2 separate regions of the Pan troglodytes genome follow, and region 2 is linked to region 1. The links are chromatin contacts, called in public HiChIP or PLAC-seq maps. All regions are on one chromosome and are shown on one strand. Each heading gives the region's core, a stretch centred on a gene start, on an enhancer-like site or on the middle of the called end of the contact. The rest is flanking DNA. Distances are from core to core; before and after follow the strand shown. Region 1 holds the start of CMTM3 (CKLF like MARVEL transmembrane domain containing 3). Region 2 holds the start of PDP2 (pyruvate dehydrogenase phosphatase catalytic subunit 2).

What was found. HiChIP or PLAC-seq counts read pairs in DNA pulled down with a chosen protein or histone mark.
Region 2: a contact with region 1 is called in an H3K4me3 HiChIP or PLAC-seq map of stem cell-derived excitatory neurons, with 10 times the contacts expected there. The contact joins the promoter of PDP2 here to the promoter of CMTM3 in region 1. A contact is called at or near these places in 3 of 7 Hi-C or Micro-C datasets (induced pluripotent stem cells, a lymphoblastoid cell line and stem cell-derived neural progenitor cells) and 1 of 1 datasets of contacts at active chromatin or transcription factors (stem cell-derived excitatory neurons).

The regions. Positions count from the first base shown.
Region 1 is chr18:64,630,492-64,636,198 of NHGRI_mPanTro3-v2.0_pri, reverse strand. CMTM3 (CKLF like MARVEL transmembrane domain containing 3) reads right to left here and starts at 2,382. Exons shown (of 6, transcript XM_016929977.3): 1 at 1,935-2,382; 2 at 1,426-1,653. The coding sequence starts at 1,578. The region is part of intron 4 of CMTM4 (CKLF like MARVEL transmembrane domain containing 4); the gene reads left to right.
Region 2 is chr18:64,906,442-64,911,971 of NHGRI_mPanTro3-v2.0_pri, reverse strand. PDP2 (pyruvate dehydrogenase phosphatase catalytic subunit 2) reads right to left here and starts at 1,579. Exons shown (of 2, transcript XM_001159664.7): 1 at 1,438-1,579.

The sequences.
Region 1 (5,707 bases), core at 1,133-3,632:
GACCCAGCTCTGGCCCTCCCCTTCCTGTCTCCTATGCCTGCACCCCAAAGCCTAATTCTGGGGATTCCCCTCTCAATTCCTGTTTTTTCACCCCGCGATTTCTGGGGCCACTTCCTCTCTCTGTTTCTGTCCATCTCAGCCTCTGCACTTGCTTGGCCTGGGGGTGGGAGTGAGGGGACTAGGGAGGCAGGAGTGCCCTCAGCGGCTCCTGTGAACCCTGAGTGCTGACCGTTGACCCTTCCTTATCCTCCCTGACCTGGATTCCTGACATCTGCTGGGCCCAGGGTGGCCTCTATGCTCCTGCTGGACATATGCCTCCCCCTTATGAGGTGGTCCTGGGTGGGGATGGGGGGGTTCAAGCCACTCTGGGGACGGTGGATTCGAGGCTTCTCCCCTCAAGTGGCTCCCAGTGGTCTCCAGGGTGGGGCTGGGAGTGTGGGCTCGGAGTGTGGCATTGGTGTCTCACTTGGGCGTTGGGCAGGTGGCTTCTGGGCTGACCGTGGGAGAGGCTGCAGGACCACCTTAGGCCCTCTGCCCTGAGCGACCAGGGAGAGGTCCCGGAGCAGAATCCCCCTTCCTCCTGCCCCCACCCTCCGGGCCGCTCTCACTGGGCCCCTCAGTTGAGCCACCTGTCAAATCAGGCGCCTGAGCGCTCTCATCTGTAAAGTGGGGACAAGGGCAGGAAGCGCCAAGTCCCTGGGATCTAAGCAACAAGTGGCCGCCGCCGTGCGCCGCTCTCTCCTCCCGCCTCCCCCGGTCTCCGGCCCGGCCTCTCCCTCCCCATCCCCGGCGGCCCAGCGCCACCCCTACCCCACAGCGGACAGTGCGGGCGCCTCCGGTGTCCAGAGGACAAAGAAGCCCCACCGGCCGGGGTGGGGGCGAGGGCGGAGTAGGAAGGAGCCCGGCCGCGGAGGGGAGGAGGGCGATGAAGTCACCGCGGGGCCGCCTCACCCAGTCCCGGGGGTGGGGGATCCCTCCCGCTCCGCACGGCCCCCCGCCCGCTCGGCCCTGCAGGTCGAGGCCCCGGCCTGCACTACCCGCGCGCAGGAAAGCGGACCCCGCTGCGGCCCGGGAGTCCCGGAGGTCCGAGTTGCCCGAGTCCCCGGGGCCCAGAGAGGGCGGGGGCGCCTGGCTCACACAGCAGGACCCACATCCCCGGGCCCCACCCACTTCCCACGGCCCCCAGCTCTGGACTCGCGGGGACAGCGCCGCGGATGGCCTGGGCTCGGGCCCCGCCCCGCCGTCCAAAGTTTGGGGACCTCGACCCAACTTCGCCAGGCGCCCGAGAGAAGTCGGCCGAGGCGGCGCGGAGAGGGGGTATCGGAGCACGGCGGCCGCCCCCGGACCCCACCCGCGCCCCGACGTCCTCCTCCGAAAGGAGCCGCGCAGTCCCAGCGGGGCGGCCGAGGGTCCCGCCGCACTCACCGACTCGGCCAGCAGGAGGCGGCCTTTGAGAGAGCAGAGGAAAGCCCGCGCCGGCAGCAGGGCGCGGAGCCCGGGGACCGCGGGGCCGGGACGGGAGCCGCCGGCAGGCTCGGGGTCCGGGTCGGGGTCGGGGTCGGGGTCTGGGGGCCACATGGCGGCGGCGGCGGTACGGCCGGGGCTCGGCCTGGCTCCCCTCTTCTCGCGCCCGGAGGGAAGCGGAAACCCGGGCTGTGCGGAAGGAGGGCAGGCGACACTGGCTCGCGCAGGGGCGCATCCCCCGCCGCCACGCCCCGCCCCGCCCCCACCCGCTCCTCCAGCCCGCCCCTCCCCCTCGGACCCCGGCTGCGGGGGATGCTGGGCCCGACCCGCCCCCTCCCCGGCCTGGGGCCTCCGCAGACTCCACCTTCTTCTTCACCCTGGTTCGGGCCGCTGGAGACCTCCCGATCACCGCCCCGGCACCCCTTCGGAGCTCCCACCCGTCTGCCCCTATCCAGAAGGGCTGTCTATACTCGCTGTCTCCGGTCTAACTTCCTGCCCGTGCGCGTGTCTGGGATCCGGGAACCCAGGCGTCTAAACAGCAAAGACCCCGGCCGTGATGTCGGCTCCGCAACCCATGCCCTCTCTTTTTCTTGGGGGCCGGAGTTTTCTTGCGACTTTCTTGGCCACCCCTCCTGTCCCCGGCCAGCCCCACCCTCCTCCAGGGCCTCTTTGTTGGCTGTTCCAGGCCTCGGTCCTGCACCCGCCTCCCCCAACCCATTCTCAGAGGACTCTCAGACCTGCAAGCACAGCTCCAGGCACACACACAGACACACACACACGCGCGCGCGCGCAAACACACACAGGCACGCACATCTGCAGGACTTCCTGACCTGCAGTCCCCCCACCCCAACACATCTCTCTCTCTCTCACACACACACACACTCCACACGCACATGCGTGCACATCTAGAGAGCGTCTGGAGTTCAGCGTGATCAAGACCCAGCTTCCTGTGCCTCTGCGAAGGGCACTGCCCCCTCCTTTCCTTCCACCTGACTAGCGGAGACCTGCGGGTTGTCCTTGTCCCTCTTCACCGGCAGTCTGTAACCAAGGTCCTCCCACTTTCACCTCCTATAACTTTCTCTGATCTCTGTCTACTTCTCACCACCACTAGATCCGAAACCATTCCTGCCTGCTCCCCGCTGAACTGCTGTGATGGTGTCTTTAAGAGGTTTTCTCTCTGGGCAGCCGGGGGAGAGCTTATGGCACAGTACTGCGCACCCTTGACATAACTAACTCCATCTTAGAAAAAGACTTCATTTTATATTTCATAGGGTGCTTTGCCAACAAGGGCAAGATGTTTTGTTTAATAAAAAATAGAAGGTCAGGCGCTGTGGCTCATGCCTGTAATCTCAGCACGTTGGGAGGCGGAGGTGGGTGGATCACGAGGTCAGGAGTTCGAGACCAGCCTGGCCAATATAGTGAAACCCCGTGTCTACTAAAAATACAAAAATTAGCTGGGCGTGGTGGCACCGTGCCTATAATCTCAGCTACTCAGGAGGCTGAGGCACAAGAATCGCTTGAACCCGGGAGCCATAGGTTGCAGTGAGCCAAAATCACACCACTGCACCCCAGCCTGGGCGACAGAGCAAGACTCTGTCTCAAAAAATAAAAAAATAAAATAAATAAAGACTGCATCCAACCAGATAAGGACACAAAGAAGCACACTGTTCCTCGACCATTTCTCACCAGAGCACTCTGTGACTACAAAACAGCAGCCCAGCAGCCTTAACTGACAACCATCCCACTGCCATTCATAAGAACTCTGCATCTGCCTCCCAAGGCTCTGCCCCTCAAAGACTCTGCAAGACCCTCAAGCCCAGACCAGGATTCCTTTTGTCTTCTTCCTTACCCTGGAACTGGTTCCTTAACCCTTTCTCCTATCTCTTTTTCTCTTGATGTTAAATGCTACTTTGTTTGTTGTGGAATGTTTATAACATTTACATGTGGATTAAGTATACTATTATATATGGTTTGCAATATTGACTGACTTGTGGAGTGGCTTGAGCCCATGTGCTCACTACTGAGTGAACGAGAAGTACTAAGGAAAATTGGCTCCTTGGGTCTGGGTGCAGTGGCCCATGCCTATAATTCCAGCATTTTGGGAGGCTGAGGCAGGCAGATCACCTGAGGTCAGGAGTTCGAGACCAGCTTGGCCAACATGGCGAAAACCCATCTCCACTAAAAATACAAAAATTAGCTGGGCGTGGTGGCACAGGCCTGTAACCCCAGCTACTTGGGAGGGTGAGGCATGAGAATCACTTGAACCCAGAAGGCAGAGGTTGCAGTGAGCTGAGATCGCACCACTGCACTCCAGCTGCACTCCAGCCTGGGCGGCAGAGTGAGACTCTGTATGAAAGAAAAAAGAAGAAGAAGAAGAAGAAGCAAATTGGCTCCTTGGGATAGCTCGTGGCTTTTGTTTTTTTTTACCCTTGGGTATAGGGTGAATAAAAATCTGACATTGTGGAAAGACACAAACACGTGTGGACCTAGTTATCTCTTTTTTCTTTCTTGAGACAGAGTCTCACTCTGTCACCCAGGCTGGAGTGCAGTGGCATGATCTTGGCTCACTGCAACCTCCACCTCCCAGATTCAAGGGATTCTCATGCCTCAGTCTCCCAAGTAGCTGGGATTACAGGCCTGTGCCACCACACCCAGCTAATTTTTGTATTTTTAGTAGAGACAGGGTTTTGCCATGTTGGCCAGGCTGGTCTTGAACTCCTGGCCTCCAACAATCTTCCCGCCTCGGCCTCCCAAAGGTTTGGGATTACAGGCGTGAGCCACTGCACCTGGCCGGACCTGGTTATCTCTAGACCTTGTACCACTCATGACAATCACCAGTCATTGATCACTTTTGAGGGCAGCCGTGGCTCCAGACAACCTGCTGCTATCATCACCCAGCTGCAGCAGGGAGGCATGGCCTGGGCTGCACACTCCATGGAGCAGGCAGGAGTCCTGCTCTCCCAGGTGCAGCTGCAGCTACCCAAACTGCAGCTGCAGAATGGGGCCTCCTCCACGGGGCAGACAGGAGCCCTGGGACCCCCTTTCCCACAGCTACAGCTGCCCAAACCACAGCTGCAGGCTCAGGCATCCCTGTACTCTTAGGGGCCCAGGAAGGCCCCCACCTGCCCTCCCAGGCTCGGAAGTGCCTTCTCCTGCTGCCTGGCTTCTTCCTGCTGTGGACACCTGCTCTGATCTGGGAGCAAAGTTGGGGCAAGCCTGGGCTTCATGAATGGCAGCAGGAGGCAGACAGATTCCTGGGTGGAAGGGGGCAAGTCCCATTGAGGCCCCACCTTCGGGCCAGGGAGGGCCTGAAGGCTGGGGGCCAGGCTGCCACTCCGACTGACCAGAGTGGGAACTTGTACCTCCTTTTCTGACCCACCCATGGCTGCCCATAGATCAACTGGGCTCACACTTCCTCCACTCTGAGGCCCATAAAAGCCCCAGTCTCAGCCAGAGCTGCGCAGAGGTTGGGAGGACCAGCTACAGAGAGGAGCCACACTCTCCAGGGCCTCCTCTCTGCTGAGAGCTGAACACTCAACAGAGCTGAACATCTCTGTAGGGATGACCTCCCTACAGAGAAGAGCTACCCACTGTCAGTCTCCTCTGAGCTTTCTAACACTCAGTAAACCTCCTTGTTGACTTGTTGTCCCTCCACTTGTCTGTGTACCTCATTCTTCCTGGATGCAAGACAAGAACTCCGGCAAAGGTGCCACTGGCCACAGAGGTTTCCAACCAGAAAATTAACACCCCAAAGATCCTGTAACACTTCCATCTCCTCCCCACAAAGATAAACACACACACACACACACACACACACACACACACACACAAACCGTGGGAGCTTCCCATCCTGCACAGGGTCTTAGTATAGAAGGAAAATATAACTGCTTGCTGTGCTTCCCTCCCCTGCCTCTCCCATGGACCTCTTACAGTTCCTGGAACAAACTATGGTCCCTCCTGCCACAGAGCCATTGTCCATGCTGACCCCTCTACCCAGAATGCTTCTCCACCTTCTTCTCTAATTAACTCCTCCTTATTCTTCAGTGACTATAGTGCAGTATTGCTTCCTCAGAGAAGCCTTTCTTGACATTCATTTATTCATCCAACAGCAGTGCCTAGGGTACAGCAAGGCCCCAGCTTTTTCTGCTGCTGCTGGTGATGGTGGTGGAATAAACACTAAACATATCCAGAGAATCCTGAATAAGGTGTTCCTGGTAATAGATAACAGATGTCTGGCTGGTTG
Region 2 (5,530 bases), core at 330-2,829, 280 kb before region 1:
TAACTATTCTTTACTGCTGGAGATTTAGAGGTTGTTTCTACTACTTGCTATTTATTAATATAAAATACCAAACTGGACTGGGCACAGTGGCTCATGCCTATAATCTCAGCATTTTGGGAGGCCAAGGCGAGAGGATCACTTGAGGCTAGGGAGTTTAAGACCACCCTGGGTGATACAGCAAGTGCCCCATCTCTACAAAAATTTTTAGATTAGCTGGGCATGGTGGTACGTGCCTGTAGTCCCAGCTACTCAAGAGGCTGAGGTGGGAGGATCGCTTGAGCCCAAGAGTTCAAGACTGCAGTGAGCTATGATCACACCACTGCACTCCAGCCTGGGCGACAGAGCCAGATCTGTCTCTTTAAAAACAACAATAACAACAAAACCCCACCAAACTGTACTGCTTTATGCAGTAACCTTTTCTCTACTTAGGTTTTATCCTAGTTATTTCCCAAACAAGGAGTCAGTAGGTCCAAGGGTGTAGACTCATTGCCAAACTGATTTCCAAAAGCTTCACATCTGCCTCCGCAAGGGGGTGACGAGTTTCCTAGTCCCTTCACTAGCCTCTGGTGGTACTTTTCCTTGGAATATAATAAATTAAATTAAATTAAATTAAATTAAATTAAATTAAATTAAAAAAAAAAAACAGAACAAAACCTTGACCCATTATAATGAGCTTTTCTCCGGTTTCATGTATGAATCCTGCCCTCGGGATCTCGAGATCATTTGTCGGGACCTCAAGAGTTCCCAGGACTGAGGACCGTCCCCTCACTCCCCCACCCCGCAGGGGGGGGGGTGCCAGCCCACCCCGCAGAAGTCGGTGCGGGGGCGGTCTGTCCGGGAGCAGAGGGCGCCTGACGCTCCGGCCCTGCAGTCAAGGCAGGCAGCGGTGCAGGGTGATCCACCGCAGCCAGGACGCAAACCATTTTGCATCCTTTAAGAAAACAGACAGGTCCCAAGTTCAAATCTCTGACTTCAGCCTCATCGCTAAGTGCATGGACTCCGGAGCCCACCAAAACCGATCTCCCTAGAACCCCGGCACGGCCGTACCCCAGATGGGTGCCCCCGGGCGACCCGCTTGGTGCCTCTGAGCCCCGGCTTGCCAGCCTGTAAAACAGGGGCGTGCATCGGGATACAGAGCCCCAAGGGGTGCTCGATAGGCCAAAGCAGCTAGTGGGGTGCCCCGGTAGGCAGCCAAGGGTCCTCGGCGAGCCCGCGGGCCCACGTGGCGCGCGCACGTGAGTGGGGTGACCGTGGTCGTAGGCCCAGCTGGTCCCTCTCCGCCGCGGACCCGCCCCCTCACCTCAGCTCTGCGCCCAGTCACCTGAGCCGGTGCCGCAGGCCGGGAGGGTCAGGCACCGGCGAGGCCTGGCGGGGAAAGAGGTGTCCACATCCCCCGCTCGTTACCTTCCCTACCTCGGACCCTCGCCCGCTTCTCACCAGCTGGCGAGGCCACAGCCGCCCGCTCCGTCCGGTCAGTTCCGCGCCTGCGCACAGTGCCACAACTGCGGCCACCAGGTCCTCACCTCACCCAGGCAGTCCCTAGTCAGGACCCAGCTCCAGAAGGAAGCGCCCTCCCGCCAGCCCTGGTTGGCTCAATTGCGGAGGCGGGCCCTTGATGGACAGAGGTATTGCCCAATGGCTAAAGAGGATGAGAGGCGGGCAGAAACGCGGGACCCGGGAGGGGCCAACACCGCCCCTTACCCCCTGCCTGGGTGCTGAAAGTGTTCCAGCGCGGGGCTACAGGACCAGGCAGTCACGTGCCTGAGATCGCCAGCTACGTGGCCGCTACACTCTGCATACCCCGAACCCAGCGGCCTCCCCAATTCCTCACCGTTGTTAGAACACCTCACTGCTTCCTCTCCACTTCGGTGTCGACCACTCCAGAACCCTCTCTTGAGCGCCACACCCTGGTGTCCAGCCACCTGGACACCTGCCTCTGGAGGCCCCCAGGCGCCTCAAACATAACTTTCCCCAAACTCAGCTTTCTGCCAAACTTGCTTTTTCTCTTCTCTCCTAACCCAGTAATGGCCCCACCATCTGCCCAGAGACCCAAGCCAAAACCCTGGGAGGCATCTTGACTCCTTCCTCTCCCTCACCCTCTCTTTCCAGTTATCTAATGCTGTAAATCCTATCTCCTAAATCTCTCTCCACTCATCCATCCGGCGACGCAGCCACCCTATTCCAAGCCTCTCACTTGATTTTACGGTTTTCCCTTCTCCACCTTTGACTTGGTCCTAACCACAGAGCAGAGCAGCCAGAATGACGCCCCTCCCACCTTTTCTCGTGGTTGGTGGGTAGAGACAAGGTCTTTCTATGTTGCCCAGGCTGGTCTCAAACTGCCGGGCTCAAGCAATCCTCCCACCTCAGCCCCCCCAAAGTGCTGGGATTACAGACGTGAGCCATCACGCCTGGCAGAATGACACTTCTAAAACTCAAATTCCAAGGCCGAGTGCGGTGGCTCCTGCCGGTAATCCCAGCACTTTGGGAGGCCGAGGCGGGCGGATCTCCTGAGGTCAGGAGTTTGAGACCAGCCTGGCCAACATCACGAAACCCTGTCTCTACTAAAAATACAAAAATTAGCTAGGAGTGATGGTGCGCGCCTGTAGTCCCAGCTACTCGGGAGGCTGAGGCATGAGAATCATTTGAACCAGGGAGGTGGAAGTTGCACTGAGGCGAGATCATGCCACTGCACGCCAGCCTGGGAGACAGAGTGAGAGTCTGTCTCAAAAAAAACAAAAACAGAAACAAAAACAAACCAAAAAAACCCTCAAATTCCTGCCCTAAAGTCTTTAGTGGTTTCCCACAAACCATTAAGCTTTGAACTGACCATTATATTGGCCTGCTACTGACAATTAACGCAGCACGGCTGGCGGCTGGTAGGTTGAGAGAGACAGCGAACCCCGACACCAGATAATCCCTCCGTCCCTTCTGGTCCTAACATTGTGGCATTCCGGTAATCACCTGCTTCCTTATAAATTATTTTAACAGAACTCTTGTAACTATGGTAAGTCAGATGGAGTCCTTCCCTGGAGACAGAGAAAAATGGGAGACAACCAGAAAAAGCCACTTGGAGCCCTGAGAGTGTGGTTTTCCAGAAGGAAGACACACTGGCTTACCTGGGCAGCCTGGCCAGCCTCCTGGACCCAAGGACGTGGTCACAATAAAACCGCTCATGTCAGACTTGCCCTTGTATATTTATAGTTCCACTCACCCTTAGCCCTTTCCAGAAGTTCAAAGTCAGGATTGGCAATATCTCTCTTCCTGCATATTAAGAGGACTGTTTCAGACCCAAACTAAAAAATAAGTCTAAGGGTTTCTAATAAATGAGTGCAAGAGAATGCAAAAGCACACTTCTTCCCTCCCCCCAGCAGACAGGTCATATAGGGTCACAACGGGTTACCCTTCCGGACAGAGGCAGCAGTGTTTAATTATTCAATCTGCAGGTGTTATGGGTGCCCACAATGTGTCAGGCCCTGGGCTGACTGCTGAGACACACAGATGGCGGCCCCCGCCACTTTCCTGAGAAAAATTACATCATTCCACCAAGCCTGAAACCACTGAGTTTTTCTAAGTTACCACACACACCCACTTCCAAAGTAAAAATGCACCCTGGAGGATTTTATGTGCACTGGAACTTTCATTTCAAGGCTATAACCAGTTCAGTCACCCTATATAGGATGGCCAGCCCAAGTCCCTCTCCGGATGTCTCAAGGCTTCCTTGTCCCAAGGTCTTATAAGCAAATACTCTTGACTCTTTGTCCCCACCCAAATCTCATTTCAAATTGTAATTCCCACTTGTCAAGGGAGGGATCTGGTGGGAGGTGATTGGATCATAAGGGCTGTTCTCTCATGCTGTTCTCATAATAGTGAGTGAGTTCTCACGAGATCTGATTTTGTTTTTTTTTTTTGACGGAGTCTCGCTCTGTCGCCCAGGCTGGAGTGCAGTGGCGCGATCTCAGCTCACTGCAAGCCCTGCCTCCCGGGTTCACGCCATTCTCCTGCCCAAGCCTCCCGAGTAGCTGGGACTACAGGTGCCCGCTACCACTCTCGGCTAATTTTTTGTATTTTTAGTAGAAACAGGATTTCACTGTGTTAGCCAGGATGGTCTGGATCTCCTGACCTCGTGGAGATCTGATTGTTTATAAGAGACAGTTTCCCCTGTGCTCTTGCTTGCCTGCCGCCATTTAAAACGTGTCTTGCTTCCCCTTTGTCTTCTGCCATGATTGTAAGTTTCCTGAGGCCTCCCCAGCCATGCGGAAATGTGAGTCAATTAAACCTCTTTCCTTTATAAATTATGCAGTCTCAGGTATTCTTCATAGCAATGTGAAAACAGACTAATACAGAGCATACATGGAGGCTACTCAATGGGCATACCTTTGATCCACTAATTCTACTTCTTTCAATTTATCCTAAAGAGACAAAGGTGAACATTACAAATTTTTTACAGTAAATATACATTACTCCATCTAGCATAACTTGTATAATGGGGGGGGGGAGCAAAACTATTTTTGTTTTATGTTTTATTTATTTATTCTTTTTTTGAGACAGAGTCTTGCTCTGCTGCCTAGGCTGGAGTGCAGTGGCACAATCTTGGCTCACTGCAACCTCTGCCTCCTGGGTTCAAGCAATTCTCCTGCCTCAGCCTCCCAAGTATCTGGGACTACAGGCACACGCTGCCACGCCTGGCTAATTTTTTTGTTTGTTTGTTTGTATTTTTAGTAGAGACGGGGTTTCACCACGTTGCCCAGGCTGGTCTCGAACTCCTGAGCTCAGGCAATCGGCCCGTCTCGGCCTCCCAAAGTGCTGGGATTACAGGTATGAGCCACTGCACCCAGCCGCAACACTATTTTTAAAACAGCCAGATGCAAGAGAATCTCTTGAACACAGGAGGCAGAGGTTGCAGTGAGCTGAGATCACTCCAGCCCGGATGACAAAGCAAGACTCTGTCTCAAAAACAAAACAAAACAAAAACAAAACCACCCAGGTGAGTGACAGGGGTAGAGAAATGGACCTCTTGGATGATTCCTGCAAAGTCCCCTGATTCCTCACCTATGCGACAAGACTTTTTTTTTTTTTTTTTTTTTTTTTTTTGAGACAGGGTCTTGCTCTGTCGCCCAGGCTGGAGTGCAGTGGCGCAGGAACAGCTCACTGCAGCTTCAACCTCCCAGGCTCAAGCGATCCTGGGACTACAGGCGAACACCACCACACATGGCTAATTTTTGAATTTTTTGTAGAGAGACTCCCACTATGTTGCCCAGGTGATCTTGAACTCCTGAGCTCAAGTGATCGCCCACCTTGGCCTCCCAAAGTGCTGGGCTTATAGGCATAAGCCACTGTGCCTGGCTACAGACAAGACATCTATGGAATGTTAGGAAAGCTGGATTCGAGGATGATCTTGTGTCAGGAAGACCTGAGACGGTGGCAGCCAGTTTCTATCTCACTGTTAAAGCTGTAGCATCCGGCCACGCATAGTGGCTTATGCCTGTAATCTCAGCACTTTGGGAGGCTGAGGTGGGCGGATCACTTGAGG